Regions from separate parts of the Mus musculus genome. Here all the other regions are linked to region 1. A link is a contact called in public HiChIP or PLAC-seq and promoter capture Hi-C data. All regions are on one chromosome and are shown on one strand. Each heading gives the region's core, a stretch centred on a gene start, on an enhancer-like site or on the middle of the called end of the contact. The rest is flanking DNA. Distances are from core to core; before and after follow the strand shown.

Evidence for each region. Promoter capture Hi-C pulls out the DNA fragments that hold promoters and counts their contacts. HiChIP or PLAC-seq counts read pairs in DNA pulled down with a chosen protein or histone mark.
Region 2: a contact with region 1 is called in a promoter capture Hi-C map of hippocampal neurons, with 7 times the contacts expected there. The contact joins the enhancer-like site here to the promoter of Trip11 in region 1. A contact is called at or near these places in 5 of 39 promoter capture datasets (the C10 cell line, cranial neural crest, embryonic stem cells and 2 more), 2 of 15 datasets of contacts at CTCF or cohesin (large pre-B cells and pro-B cells), 1 of 484 Hi-C or Micro-C datasets (CD4 T cells), 23 of 115 datasets of contacts at active chromatin or transcription factors (VIP interneurons, bone marrow-derived macrophages, embryonic basal ganglia and 16 more) and 3 of 9 other capture datasets (adipose tissue, embryonic stem cells and liver).
Region 3: an H3K27ac HiChIP or PLAC-seq map of microglia shows a contact between it and region 1, with 7 times the contacts expected there. The contact joins the enhancer-like site here to the promoter of Trip11 in region 1. A contact is called at or near these places in 1 of 39 promoter capture datasets (the HPC-7 cell line), 1 of 484 Hi-C or Micro-C datasets (CD8 T cells), 11 of 115 datasets of contacts at active chromatin or transcription factors (bone marrow-derived macrophages, embryonic hindbrain, embryonic stem cells and 6 more) and 2 of 9 other capture datasets (adipose tissue and liver).

The regions. Positions count from the first base shown.
Region 1 is chr12:101,910,299-101,914,966 of GRCm38.p6, forward strand. Trip11 (thyroid hormone receptor interactor 11) reads right to left here and starts at 2,873. Exons shown (of 21, transcript NM_028446.1): 1 at 2,392-2,873. The coding sequence starts at 2,530. It overlaps Gm20036 (predicted gene, 20036), which reads left to right and starts at 2,369. Exons shown (of 2, transcript NR_152255.1): 1 at 2,369-3,679; 2 at 4,297-4,668.
Region 2 is chr12:102,382,403-102,387,070 of GRCm38.p6, forward strand. It overlaps Rin3 (Ras and Rab interactor 3), which reads left to right. Exons shown (of 10, transcript NM_177620.4): 8 at 151-282. Among named protein-coding and RNA genes, the nearest start is that of Lgmn, 55 kb to the right of the region's middle. Within about 2 kb of position 2,654, at least 7 of the 459 cell types and tissues checked have an H3K27ac peak or open chromatin away from gene starts, as enhancers often do. A contact at or near this core is called in hippocampal neurons, where this site is marked.
Region 3 is chr12:102,366,372-102,371,039 of GRCm38.p6, forward strand. It overlaps Rin3 (Ras and Rab interactor 3), which reads left to right. Exons shown (of 10, transcript NM_177620.4): 6 at 1,993-3,477. Among named protein-coding and RNA genes, the nearest start is that of Lgmn, 71 kb to the right of the region's middle. Within about 2 kb of position 1,825, at least 101 of the 459 cell types and tissues checked have an H3K27ac peak or open chromatin away from gene starts, as enhancers often do. A contact at or near this core is called in CD8 T cells, the HPC-7 cell line, adipose tissue and 3 more, where this site is marked.

The DNA.
Region 1 (4,668 bases), core at 1,623-4,122:
AAGGCCATCCAGAGACTGCCCCACCTGTATGGGGATCCATCCCATATACAGACACCAAACTCAGACACTACTGCAGATGCCAAGAAATGCTTGCTGACAAGAGCCTGATGTGGCTGCCGCCTCCTGAGAGGCTCTGCCAGAGCCTGACAAATAGAGGCGAGGCAGATGCTCGAAACCAATCATTGAACTGAGCATGGGGTCCCCAATGGAGGAGTTAGAGAAAGGACCGAAGGAGTTAAAGGGGTTTGCAATCCCATAGGAAGAACAAAAATATCAACCAACCAGACCCCCACCCCAAAGCTCCCAAGGATTAAACGACCAACCAAAGAGTTCACATGAAGGGACCCATAGCTCCAGCCACATATGTAGCATAGGATGGCCTTGTCGGGCACCAATGGGAGGAGAGGCCTTTGGTTCTATGAAGGCTCAATGCCCCAGTGTAAGGGAATGCCAGGACAGAGAGGTGGGAGAGGGGGAGCCGGGGGGTGGGGCACCCTCATAGAAACAGGGGGAGGGGGAATGGATAGGGGGTTTCTGGAGGGGAAACCGGGAAAGGGGATAACATTTAAAATGTAAATAAAATAGTCAATAAAAAAAAAAAAAAAGAAAAATGGTGAGTTCTATTTGTTTAAGAGTGCAGGAAGCTCTCTGGTGAGGAGAACAAAATAAACTCTTTATCAGGTTAGTTGGTAACTATTTTCCAGTTTAAGGTCAAAGAAATACCAGATAGTTCCTATCTATAATACAGTGAGAATCTAGTCTTTCCCATAGCTATCAGCCCTTTTCTGCTTTTAAAGTCCCATGGCTCTTTACTGGACACATGAAGGCCTCTTGTTCTCATTGTCCTAAGTCATGAACCTTACCAATCAACAGAAGCCCAAGAAGTAAGACAGGTTTGGGGAGTGATCCAGTTTTCCTTCTAAATATAATGACTTTTTCTATCAAACCATTTTACTCTATTTCCATCCAATACGCACAGCTAATAAATCATGATGAAAAAACAGGAGTTGGGAGTATAATTCAGTGGAGTGTGCTTACCATGCATGAGGCCTTGGGTTCAATCTCTAGCTAGTCTTTCCCACAGATTAAACCAGAACAGTAAGCTGTTCATTTATAAAGAAATAAGACTGTCCTAGCGTGGTGGTACTCACTTGTAATGCCGGCACTGAGAGGCAGGGGCAGGAAGACTGGCAGCTCCAGGACACCCTAATCTACACTGCAAACCTTGACTAAAACTTTAAAAGTATATATTATTATTATTGTATTATGATATGGATGTGTGTCTGTGCACAATTTGGGTGCCTACTGCCTGCTGAGGCCTAAAGGTGACACCCGAGTCTCTGAAAACAGAATGAAGTTGTGAGCTAGCTACCTGCCACTGGGTGCTGGGAATAGAACCTGGGTTCTCTGAGAGGGCAGCCAGTGCTCTTAGAGGCTGGATCTCCTCACTTCCTTGCTTAACAAATGTCAAGAAATCGGAAGAGTAATTAACCTAACCACTGATTACAATCGAATTCTAGGTCACTATTCATTAGGACGGCAAGATGATGACTTCAAAAATAAGGGAAGGAGCCTGGCCAGGTGAATGGGTGAGTAAAGGTGTTTGTCGTTCAAGCAAAGTAAAAGGAATTCCATCCTCAAATTCCACCTAAAGGGGAAAAGAGAACTCCACAATGTTGTCTACTGGCCTCCACACACGGGCGATGAGGTAGACACTCATGCATATGTGCATCATTTACACACACACACACACACACAGAGAGACAGACAGACAGACAGACAGAGACACCACAATATTTTTCAAGTTTTAAAGTGAGTAAAGGTAGGTAAGATTCTCAAAAGATAAAGTTCTCCAAAAGTATGGGAGAATGTGCCATCCTACACAAAACTACGTTTTCAGCTGCAAAGTGTCTTCAAGATGAGCAAAATTAGAAAACAATTGAATAGAAAAACAGCCCTATTCCCCTAACAACGTGCTAAAGCCAGATCAAGTGTTTAATCTTGAGTAATTAATGTTACAAAGTATTTGGGGGGAAGGAGGGCAATTGCCATACTTTAGTTGTCATACTAAAGGAATAGGATCAAAGTGAGATCAGCCCCCAAACTATGGGCGAAGTAAGTAATAGGCATGGGCCACCCAAATAACCCTATTCGGCATAGAAACAGCAGGTCCACTTCGCTGAGCTATCCAGCGTATTCAATGAGGGGAGAGGTCCAGAATTCTCCACCGTGGTCCTGAAGGCTGGAAAAGCGGCTACGGAGGTAAAGGGAGGAGAGCAGAGAAAAAAGCGTGGAGTGACTCCTTCGGGACCCGTCCGCGTCTGCCGACCGACCGGACCCGGAACCAAGTGGATCCCAACCGAGCCCCACCGCCCTCGCTCCAGCTGTTACCTGGCACATCCTCCGTGCCCTCCAACAGCATATCCTTCGTGAAGTTCGAAATCTGGCCAGTGAGGGAAGCCAGGCTGCCCCCTACTTGACCGAGAGACTGGCCCAAGCCGGAGCCGAGGCCCCCGAGCCAGGACGACATCGCTGCGGGTGGACACGTCCTCTCCAAATGTCCCTGGACGCCGAAGCTGGTGCGGATCCAGACGCTGAGGACTCGCAGGACACGGCACTCCCACCAACGGCCGCGTCAGAAAGCCGAGGCCCGGCCTGACGCTTCACCAAGGGTTCGCCGTTGTGGACACCGTGGGCCCCGCGAGGCCTCTGCTCATTCCCACGGCTTCCCGCCGTGCGGCTGCACTACTTCTTTCTCAGCTTTACTGACTTTCCTCAGTTTCGTGGGCCAGTCCTGCCAACTCAACGCCGGCCGCCATGACACTGCCGGGAAAGCGGCAGTGACCATAGAGAAGCTTCGCGATAGCGTAGAAGGGCCGCTGCCAGAGGCGTCCCGGGCGCGAAGGACCGTGGGATCGCGGAGGACCAAGTAAATGGGCCAGCCAGATCCGTGACTTCCGCGTAACCTGCGGAACTTTAGGTGGAGACCGAAAAGGCAGTGGCGGCGGCGGTGGCTCTTCCCACCTGCGCAGCTGCTTTTGTTTGTAAGAGGAAGTAACCCTTGACAGTGCCTTCTGATCCTGTCTACAAGAGCTATTGCATCGCTAGGATTCGATAGGGTCGTCCCACCCCACAGGGAAGCAACCTCAATCCATCTGCATTACTCTATTATCCAGCGTCTGCGGATATAAGAGCATCCGTGCCAGAGGGTTGGAAACGAGGCTACAAAGCTGAAAAAGCGGGTTGCAATTCAAATGTCCAGGCAGAAAACCCTTGTTTTGGTGTTTGTTTTCAGTTACCATGCACTTAAAGGATTGTGGGATCCCATGACCGCCTCTCAAATGATCCCTCTCTGAATAATTTTCACCAGATATCTATTTGAATTTAGGGGTTGCCTCCGAGGGTTTTTCAGCTTCCGTGTCCCAGAACAAGGAATTGGACAGAGACACGTGGCTAGTAGTAAGGAAGACAAGAAAATGAAGAAAAGACACACACCCAAGAGAAGCAGCAGGCCAGAACACTGTCATTGGGGGTGGGGTTGACGAGCTACACTTTCAGCTTGAATGATGGAGAATTTTTGGTGCTGAAGATCAAATCCAGAGACTTGTACAGGCATTGAGGCTTTTCGGCTTAGCCACATCCTCAGCCCTTGTTTGAGATAGGCTCTCCTATAATCCAGGTTGGTTTTGAACTGATGACCCTTCTGCTTCTACCTCATGAGTACTGGATTACAAGAATGTACCATCATGCCCAATACAGTGTTTTTAAGTGTAGTATATATAGTCGTCAAATGATTTAACATGTCTACTGTTAATTCTGGGCACTAGGGAATGTTAGGGAGAAAGTAAAACAGGGTAAGGTAAGGAGAGTATGGGCATGCCACAGTAGGTTGAGCCCTGGGGATGTAGAAAATGGCTGAGGACTCCACAATAAGATAATCTTGCATAGAGACTTGAAATGAGCAAGTGAGAGATACAGCTATGGGGGGGGGGCGCTCCCATATAGCTTATCTAGACAATAAGACATAACTGAGTATAATAAAGTCCCTTTGGCTGGAGGCCCCTGGCAATTTTGAGAATTTATAAGAAGGCAAGGATGGCTTAAGAATGAATTGGGGAATATTTGTAAGTATGGACCCAGAAGGCATGAAGAAGTTGAGTCCCAAGGGCCCAGTAGCCCATGAACAGGACTCTGGCTTTTATTCCGTCTAGAATGATGAGTGATGAGTGACATGAATTTAGTTGGGTTCATGAATGACTGAAAAGTTTAGCAACTGTAATCTCCTTTTTTCTGTAGGTATAAATCCTCTAAAGCTCCGTGTCTGCTGGAACATGGTCCAAGAATGAAATCCTGTGAGAATTCTGGGTGCTTAGGAGAAAACTCTAAGACAAGACCAGAATCTCATGACCTTATAGGGGAATTTTAATCCAACACCATGGGTGCTCTGACAAGGGATCACATCCAAAGATCTTCTAAGCCCACAGGAACTGGGCAGAATACAGAAAAACCCTGGAATACAGTATGGTCTGGCTGGAATACAGACACACCCTTAGTACACACCTCTAATCCCTAACATGAAGATAAGGCAAGTTTGTAGAAGGAAGCAGCCTTGTTTGAAAGTGATGTCTAATTAAGGGACAATGTGACGAACCAGAGAAAGATTTGACA
Region 2 (4,668 bases), core at 1,404-3,903, 470 kb after region 1:
TTCTTGTCGCCCCGTACTGAGCCACCCTAGGAGTTGTTAGGGTCGTGACTGTTGAACCCTGCAGAGCCTTTCTCTTCCAGGGTAACCTCGGGTGCATGAGTGGCTCACAGGGAGCTGGCACTCACAGCCTTCATCCTCTTCTCCTTGCAGGGAAGCCCTACGGGGCCGACGACTTCCTGCCTGTGCTCATGTACGTGCTGGCCCGCAGCAACCTCACTGAGATGCTCCTCAACGTGGAGTACATGATGGAGCTCATGGACCCCGCCCTGCAGTTAGGAGAGGGTGAGCTTGCCACCCCTACACCTACCACCATCTCCCAGCAACCCAGGTGGCCTGGCAAGGACTTCTTAGTTAGGCCCTAGGGACATGCACACAAGCCCTGCCCAAATAGCTCATTGACCAGGAAGACAGTCAGGTTGCAAAGAAACGTGGCAAAACTGGGAATGGTAGGAAAGTCAAAGAGGCTGGGAGCATGCTACCCTGACAGTGCAGTCAGGGAGGGCTTCTGGAGGAGGTGATGCCTCGAGTGAGCACTGAAGGGTGAGCAGGCGCCAACGGATAAAGAAGAGGAAGGAGCCGGTCATAGTGGCACACACCTTTAATTCCAGCACTCCGACAACAGAAGTAGGTGGGTCTCTGTGAGTTCGAGGCCAGCATGTTCCACACAGTTAAGTTCTAGACCAGCCAGGGATGCAGAGTGAGACCCTGATTCGAAAATAAACCAGTAAAACTAAATATATTAATTAAAAACAAAGAAGAGGAGGAATAGTATTCTTCCTGGAGGCCCAGCAGAAGTTAGTGGTTTGACAAGTGATGCAAAAATGGCAGACATTGTCTCCAGGGAGTGTGGCGAGTAGAGATCTGTTCTTAGATAGATAAGGTGGCTCCTGGGACTCAGCCCTGGCCAGGACTTGTGTCCATAGGAAGAAGTCACTGAGGCGTTGAGGGCTCTGTGCTCCCTGGTTGAATGAAGAAAGGGTGTGATTTGCTGCGGCCTGTCTCAGTTTCCCTTCCTCGTCCCTCCACCCACCACTTCCTCCGCTAGGGCCTCAGCCACCCCTCCACTAAGAATCACTTGAGGTACAGAAGCCCCATATGGACTCTGAGGAACCGTGGCATGTCCTATGGGCTTCCACCCTCGAAGAATGGAGTCAGTCTCCCAGGCACAAGCGTCCCCTTAGGGCTTTGTGGTTCTCGAGTGGCTGTCCCCCTTTGCATGCGTTTGCATCTGCCACCTCTGGAGGTGGCAAGCCTGACATAAGTGCTTCAGTGAGGTCTTCTAAGCTCAGGGGAACAGGGAAAGCGGGAGAGCTTTGCTATTGTCTGTAGCTCTGAGCTGTGGCTGTGGCACCTGGAGCTACCCCCTTTTGCTCTTTAGTTACATGTTACCTGCAATTGGAGCACCTGGTTTTCCTGTGAAGTCTGGGGATTCAGAAGAAGCAAGCTTTTCTCAGTCCATCCACCCTTCTACCCACCATCCATCTGTCCATCCACATGTCTACCCACGCATCTACCCATCAACTACCTATTCATTCATCTACCTACCTACTCATCCATCTACCCACTTTTCCATCCATCTGTCCATCCATCTATCCATCCATCCATCCATCCACCCACCCATCCATCCATCCATCCATCCATCCATCTATCCATCCATCCACCCACCCATCCATCCATCTATCCATCCATCCATCCATCCACCCATCCATCCATCCATCCATCTATCCATCCATCATCCATCCATCCATCCATCCATCCATCCATCATCCATCTATCCATCCATCCATCCATCCATCCACCCATCCGCATCTATATCAGCCTATCTACCTATCTACCCACCAATTCATTTATCTATCTACCCATCTCTCCATCCATCCTCCATTGGCCAGCCCATCCATCCATTTCCTCACCAGTCCATCCATCCATAAACTTACCTACCCACTCTTCAACTCATCCATACACACTCTGTCATCCCCCACATCTCCATCCCCCACATCTCCATCCACCAACCCATGCACTCATTGAACCATCCATGCCAGAAGTCTGGGAGTCTTGTGAGAATCAACAAACACCTCACTCTCACATTTGGGACCTCTGTCTCCTCAAGGCTTTTCTTGGGTTTCACCATGCCCATGGAAGCACCCAGACACCAAAGAAATTGGCAGGGATCTCTAGCCAGCACTGCTGAAAGTGTGACACCCACCCTGAGACAGTGTCTACCCAAGTCCTGGGAAACAAGGCACTGTGCCCGTGTCTGCACTGGATCTCTCTCCACCTATGGAAACACTGTCTCCTATGCGTTCGCGTGACCCCTCCTGCCTAGGATGGAGTATGATTTATCCCAGATCTGATAGCTGGTTCCTGTGATTTTTCCCAGTAGGCATTTGTGGCAGGAGAGATGAGGGCCTTCCTGTAAGCAGCTTGGAGGCCTGATGTGACCCCCTTCTTATACCCACCCCATCTCAGGGAAATAACCTGGCTAGAGCCAACCAAGAATCCAAACATCTCCCACACGTGTCTTCATAGACCTTTTGCCCATGTGCCCTCCCTAACCTGTGCCCAGCTAATCTCACCAATGGATTTATTTACCAAGCAATCCACCACATGGGAAATGTCTGCAAAACTCATAGTGGTGTCGCCTGTCACCTAGTGCTCATAGTCGGTACTACATGGTCTCCATCAAAGAGGGCTAGAAGGGCCATATGGGGTGTATAGGACTTGAAGGGCTATGAGAGCACCCAACAGGGCTTGGAGTTCCTCCCTAGTGCCTCAGAGAGAACCAGAAGCTCCCAGAACTATTGTCTGCCCTCATATAGTTGTGTGACCCAAGCGTAACTAAGCCCCGCCCCTTACATGCATGACATAGAAAGGCAAGTGACTTTTCAATATGCTCATTCATCTCCAGGACTCAGAATCAGAGCACCCCTAACCCTGCCCTGCTCTCCCTGCCACAGCGGCGGACTCAGGGCTGTGCCTGCTCAGCCAAGCTTAAGGAGTCTGGAAGCGAGCATTTTCATTTTCATCCAGGGCCAGTTCAGATACCAGTAGATCTCCCATAGTTAGGATGGGAAGATGAATTGGGGTGGGTCCCAGGCAGAATCAGCCTCATGTCCAAGACCATTGGCTTGGCCTTAATAGCCAGGAAAAGCAGGCTAGAGAATATCAGAAAAGCTAGGGACTGGGAGAAAGGATGCTAAGGGCAGGGGCGGTACCGTGTGATCCTGGCCATATCACCCTCTTCTTCTATGATTCAATTTCTTCCCTTTAAAGAAAGCAGCAGTTATCAACCTGTGAGTCGATTGCATATTACATGGGTTGGTTTTTGTGGGTTGGTTGCATATTAGATGTACTACATATTTACATTATGATTCATAGCAGTAACAAAATTATAGTTATAAAGAAGTGAGGAAAATAATTCTATGACTGGGGAGGGGGTTGGTCAGTACAACATGAGGAACCGTATTAGAGAGTCACAGAGTTAAGAAAGTTGAGAACCACTGCATTCAAAGTGAAGGATCTCTCAGGCTGCAGAGATGGCGCAGTGGTTAAGAGCACTGACTGCTCTTCCAGAGGTCCTGAGTTCAATTCCCAGCAACCACATGGTGGCTCACAACCATCTGTCATGGGATCCCATGCCCTCTTCTGGAGTGTCTGAAGACACATGCTCATATACATAAAACAAATAAATTTAAAAATAAAAGCTACCAAAAAATTTAAAAAGTGAAAGATGTCAGCAAGGTTCTGAAGTCCTAACAAGTTGATGGCCAGATAAACATCCCAGCAAAGCATTGTCTTTGAACTTAAAATTCCATGGCTGCTGCAGCTTCAAATACCTTAAAGCCTCAATTACTTCAGGGAAACCTTAAAGATTAAGATTATTTTTAAAGAAGAGAATTTGGTGGGCCAATATTTTAGTGGGTAAAGGCAGGCAGTTGCCGCCAAGTCTGGGGACCTCATTTCAATTCCTGGGACTCTTGTGGTGGAAGGGAAACTGACTTCTGCAAGTTGAGTGTGCCCACAAATACATGTACACATGTGCACACAAAATAAAAATTTAAATGTAATACTTTTTTTTTTAATGGACAGGATCTCGCTTTGTAGCTATGTCTGGCCTTGCATTTGCTACGTAGACCAAGTTGACGTCCAGCTCACAGAGATCTGCCTGCCTCTGCCTCTGCCTCTGCCTCCTGAGTGCTGCTGATATTATGGCTGCATAGCATCAAATATTTTTACTATTTTAATCCCTAAAAACTTCATGTGATAACTAAAATTTCCTGTGCATCCTTGGAAATTGTTTTTATGATAGGTAATACACTCACGGTGCTCTTCCTGTTAAAACAGTGTTTACTACAGTGAGAAGGTGGGCTCCCAGCGCCTCCTCCACACACACCCAGGCATCCATGTCTCTCGGTTTCTTACGTATCCTATATATTTTAAAACACTTAAAAATCGCATTTTACATTTCAGACATCATTGTAAGAGTACCGAGCTTGGATGACAGACTTGTTGGAATTGCTGGGTTTCTTGTCCTCTTCCCAGTCTGGCCACATTGAATAAGTATCCTTAGCCAGGTGTGGTAAACCAACCATACCTTTAATCCCAGCACTCAGAAGGCAGAGGCTGGTGGATCTCTAGGAGTTTAAGGCTAGCCTGGTCTTTATTATGAAT
Region 3 (4,668 bases), core at 575-3,074, 460 kb after region 1:
TAATCATGAGTGCAGTGTTCCCAATGCTTATTCTACATAGTAAAACCATCTGTGTATGTGGGCACCAAGAGTTGGTCATTCAGGAGTCAGATGCTATCTTGGAGGGCAAAGTCATAGCCCGGCCCTCATGAAGAGTGGCCCTCAGGCTGTGGGAAAACCTAACCTGATCTGTCTTACCCCGTGGCTGTGAGGTTTGCATATTGTTAAAAAGACACATGAAAGGTCACCATCTTGGTATTGTGGTAACAGCTGGGTCTCCTGGACTGGCTGTCAGGTGCAGCAGAATCTGTCTAGAGAAGATTTCCATGGTGAATAGCATGCTCCCTTCCATAAGAGGCGCTCACAGTTGAATAGGGCACAGCTTGCTTTCTAGCCTGGGTTTGTACCCTGCTCACATTGATGGGCAAACAACCTCAGGCCACCAAGGTGGCCACGGCCAGTGTCACTAAGCATGCCATCATTAGAACTGGCTCACACTTGGCTCTGCATGTCCCTGCCATCCTGCAGCATCTTTCAGTTCACCATTAAGAACCTGTGGTGGCCATGCCTGATGGTACAGATCTGTCATCCCAGCAGCTCTGGAAGCCGAGGCAGGAAGATCAAATGTTCAAGGACAGCCTGGGCAACTTAGTGAGACCCTGCCTCAAATTTTGAAAAAAAAAAAAAAGTTTTTTTTTTAAAAGGGGGAGATATTTCCATGGTAGAGCATTTGCCTGGCATGTGGGGGACCCTGGGTTCAATCCTTAGTACTACAATGAAAAAAAAAAACAAAAGGGCTTGCTGTGTTCTTACAACATGGGGTCAGAGCCACCAGCCACATGCTGGCAGGCAAAGCAACTGAAGCAGGAAGTGGGGCAAGTTCCTCCAAAAAAGCCTGTGGTGCAGTGAGGGGCTACTCTGACCTGTTCAACCCCAGCACCCTGTGACCTCAGATGAATACATTTTTTCCCTGAGTCACTTGCTTTCGTCTGTAAAGTGGGGACAAGACCTATGACCAGAGGTCATCAAGACAGTGGCAGTAAAACTGCAGCCCATGGCTGGTCTACGGCACGAACCCTGACTGTTCCCTCCTGGTGTCACACTTGGCACTCCTTTGCATAGGGGTCTTACTGAGGAACCATGGACAAAAGAGTGTGTCTGCTATTCTTCCAGGAATCCATCCAGCCTGGCTCATGTCCTTCCATCCCTTAAAATGGTGACACTGAGCAGGACATGAGACCAATGTTTCTCTCCATATGGAGCCACTCTCATGAGCTCAGAGTGGCCTTTCCTCCAGAAGTCATATAGCCCAGTATCTTTTGAGAGGCCATGAGCATCCCTGAGTTTGCTGGGATATGGTACCCAGAGGCCAAGATCTCTCAAGTCAGGCCTTGCCTCATGGCTTCCATCACAGACAAGGCTAGGAGGACTAGTTGATAGATACCCAGCAGGACAGGGCTTGCTTAAAGGTGGGAGCTGTGTCCTCCCTCACGTGTCCACTAGCCTAGCTCCTCAGTGTCAAGACCCTCCCGGGTCACAGCAGCTTGCAGTGCGAAGATACAGGTCCAGTTCTACCACCCAGAGCTCTCTGGTTCCCTTTTCCTGTGTGTGGCAGCTGCAATGGCCATAGTAAATTCTAGTCCCTCACCTTTTATTGTAGGGTTCCATGTTACTGTTGAGACACCCATTGGGGAGACAGCAAAACCAAGACCTAAGATACAGTCTTCCTGGGTTATCTAGCTGAATAGCTGCAGAAACCCCAACGCTGAAATCTCTATCACAGGTATTCTCCAAGGCAAGGGCACAGAACTGAAGCCGGGCCTCTCTTGTCCCCTCCCAGGTCTACTCCACCCTCAGCTAGCAAGTGCACAGGGGACTTCCCCTCCAGGCAGGAAGTGGTGGGAGAAGTTTAAGAGTCCAAGAAGGGAAAACAACCTTACGCAAAAGCAAGGACCCTTCCCCCGCTGCTAGAAGGAGAAACAGGGCTAACCGACTCTGCTCTGTTTTCCTCAGGTTTCTGGGACTCCTCGCTGAACTCAAGAGGCTCTGCAGAGCCACTCAGAAGCCCAGCCCCTGGGACCCCTGCATCCTCCAGCCTCCGGCCTACAACCCATTACGCAAATTGTTCCTGTGAAATCGAGCTCTCCGTGGGAAATGACCGCCTGTGGTTTGTGAATCCTATTTTCATCGAGGACTGCATCCTACCGGCTGATCCACCTCCACTGCCTACTGGCAGCTACCCTCCACGCCCTACGCCTGCCACCCCGGATGCTACCTCACCCACCTCCAAGGGATCCCCACGTCGCCCCCCACCTCCACCCCCGTTACCCACTGTTCCTCCTACTGGCCCTGCACGGCCTCTTGCGCCTCCTGTACCGCCTGCTGGCCCTTTGCCCAACTCCCCCCTAACGCCCACCTCTCACCTTGCACCCCATGCACCGGGCCCCCCTGGCCACTCAAACCAACCACCCATGACAGCCTGCGAGAGTCTCCCTCGCCCAGCTGTAGGCCTGGGCCCCTTTGGAGAAGAAGAGATGAAACCTGGGACAACTCCCAATCCCTTGCACCAAGCCCCTCCCCCTCCATTACCCCTGAAGAAGGCTCTTCCAGCAGCCCCTCCCAGGAGGCGCATTTCTGAGAGGGTATCTCTGGAAAGCCAGAATGTGGGGACTTCAACAGACAGGGACCACTCAGGCATTTCTAGGACAGCATCACTCAACCTTCCTCCCCAGAGCACCGTAAGTAGCCTTGGGGACAGGCCTCCAAGGACCACGGAGCAAAGCCAGGACACAGAGGCCAAAGCCAGCCATGCTGACAGCATACCAGTGCCTCCTGGGAAGGCCAAACAACCCCCAGTACCACCCCCAAGGAAGAAGCGGGTCTCCCGGCAGCTGGCCTCAACCCTTCTCAGTCCCTTGGAGAGCCCCATACAGGAGGCATCCTCTGAGAAACAGGCGACTGGTGCATCTTGGGAAGGCTTGAGTCCTGTCCGGCAAGCTGGCATGCAGCACCTCCAAGTTCAGTCCAGCAGCTGTCCCCAAAGCTCTCCAGAGTTCAAGGGTTCCCAGGCCTCACTCTCAGACAGCCTGGGGGTGCCTGCCTCGGCCGCTGACCAGGACTCCTACTCAACCAGCAGTGCAGAGGAGGAGCTGGAGTTCAGCAGCCCCAACGTGAAGAAGAAACCCTCAATGATCCTGGACAAGGCCCGCCACCGCCTCAGCTTCGTCAGCTTCGCCAGCGTCTTCCATGCCTTCCTCTCCAGCGACCGCAAACTGTATAAGAAGGTGGTGGAGCTGGCACAGGACAAGAGCTCCTACTTCGGCAGCCTGGTGCAGGACTACAAGGTGTACAGCCTGGAGATGATGGCCCGCCAGACATCCAGCACTGAGATGCTGCAGGAGATCCGTACCATGATGACCCAGCTCAAGAGCTACCTGCTACAGAGCACTGAACTCAAAGCCTTGGTGGAACCCACCCTGCACTCGGAGGAGGAACTCGGTCAGTGGCAGCTGGGAGGGCGGGCGGGCGGGAGAGCGGTGCATAAATACACTCAGGCGCCCCTGGACACAGAACAGCCTCTGGGGCCCCTTTGCCTTATGTCCTCTTTCTTCTTCCTCCCTGACTTTCCCACAAATCTCCTGGGCCCAAATCCCTCTCTCAGGAACCACTTCTTAGAGAGCCGATTCAAGGCAGCCAACATTCCTGACTACTGGCAAACAGCCCACCAGCCCTCCCCTCCCCCACCGGCCTCAAATCTCGGTGATGACAGGTGTTATTTTTCCCTGCAGCCACCTACACATCTGCATAAACAATGGAAAGACTCAGGCAGACCACAGTGCTGTCGCTGGGCATCATAGTACCTACCTGTAGTCCCAGCACTTGAAAAGTAGAGGCAGGAGGATCAAGGCCATTCTCAACTACACAGGGAGTTGAGAGGTCAGCCTGGGCTACCCTGTCTAGCAAAGCAAAACAACAAAACAAAACAAAAAAAAAAAACGTATTGAGAGATTTTGGAACTACCTTATAAACATTGCTGTCCTTCCAGGCACTGCCTCCTTGTGGTCCTGAACCTTTCCTCCTCTCCTCCTCCTCCTTCTCCTCTTCCCAGTAATTAAGAGCATCAGTTCTGGACTCAAAAAGGATGCTTTGAGTCACTACAAGATAATGTCTCATAATGAGAGGTCCTAGGAAAAAAGAATGTTAAGTATTGCCTTCCCTGAGGGAAATGATCTTGGATGGATGGATGATTGGGTGGGTGGGTGGATGGATGGGTGGGTGGCAGGCAGGCAGGCAGGCAGGCAGGATGGATGGATGGATGGATGGATGGATGGATGGATGGATGGATGGATCCTGAGAACCGATATAGTTGACAGGCCACCGTATTAGGGTCCAGTAGTAAGGTGGTGAGTGATGTGTTGAGGTTTAAGGCTGGCAGTTGCCTCTTCAGGAGGCTATACCTATGTGTGTACCTCACCAGGGATAGAGGGCTCACCTGGGCAGGATGCTCTGGGTGTTGCATTCGAAAGCCACCTGACTTTATCCACTAACAGCTACCATGTCCCAGAGACCCAAGCATTTGCTCTACAGAGCTTCTCTGTGGAGGAAATGAGTTATATAAATATATATCTATAGTGCTGTCAGAGCACTATGCCTCCACCTGTTGTACTGAGAAACAAAAAAACCATGGCA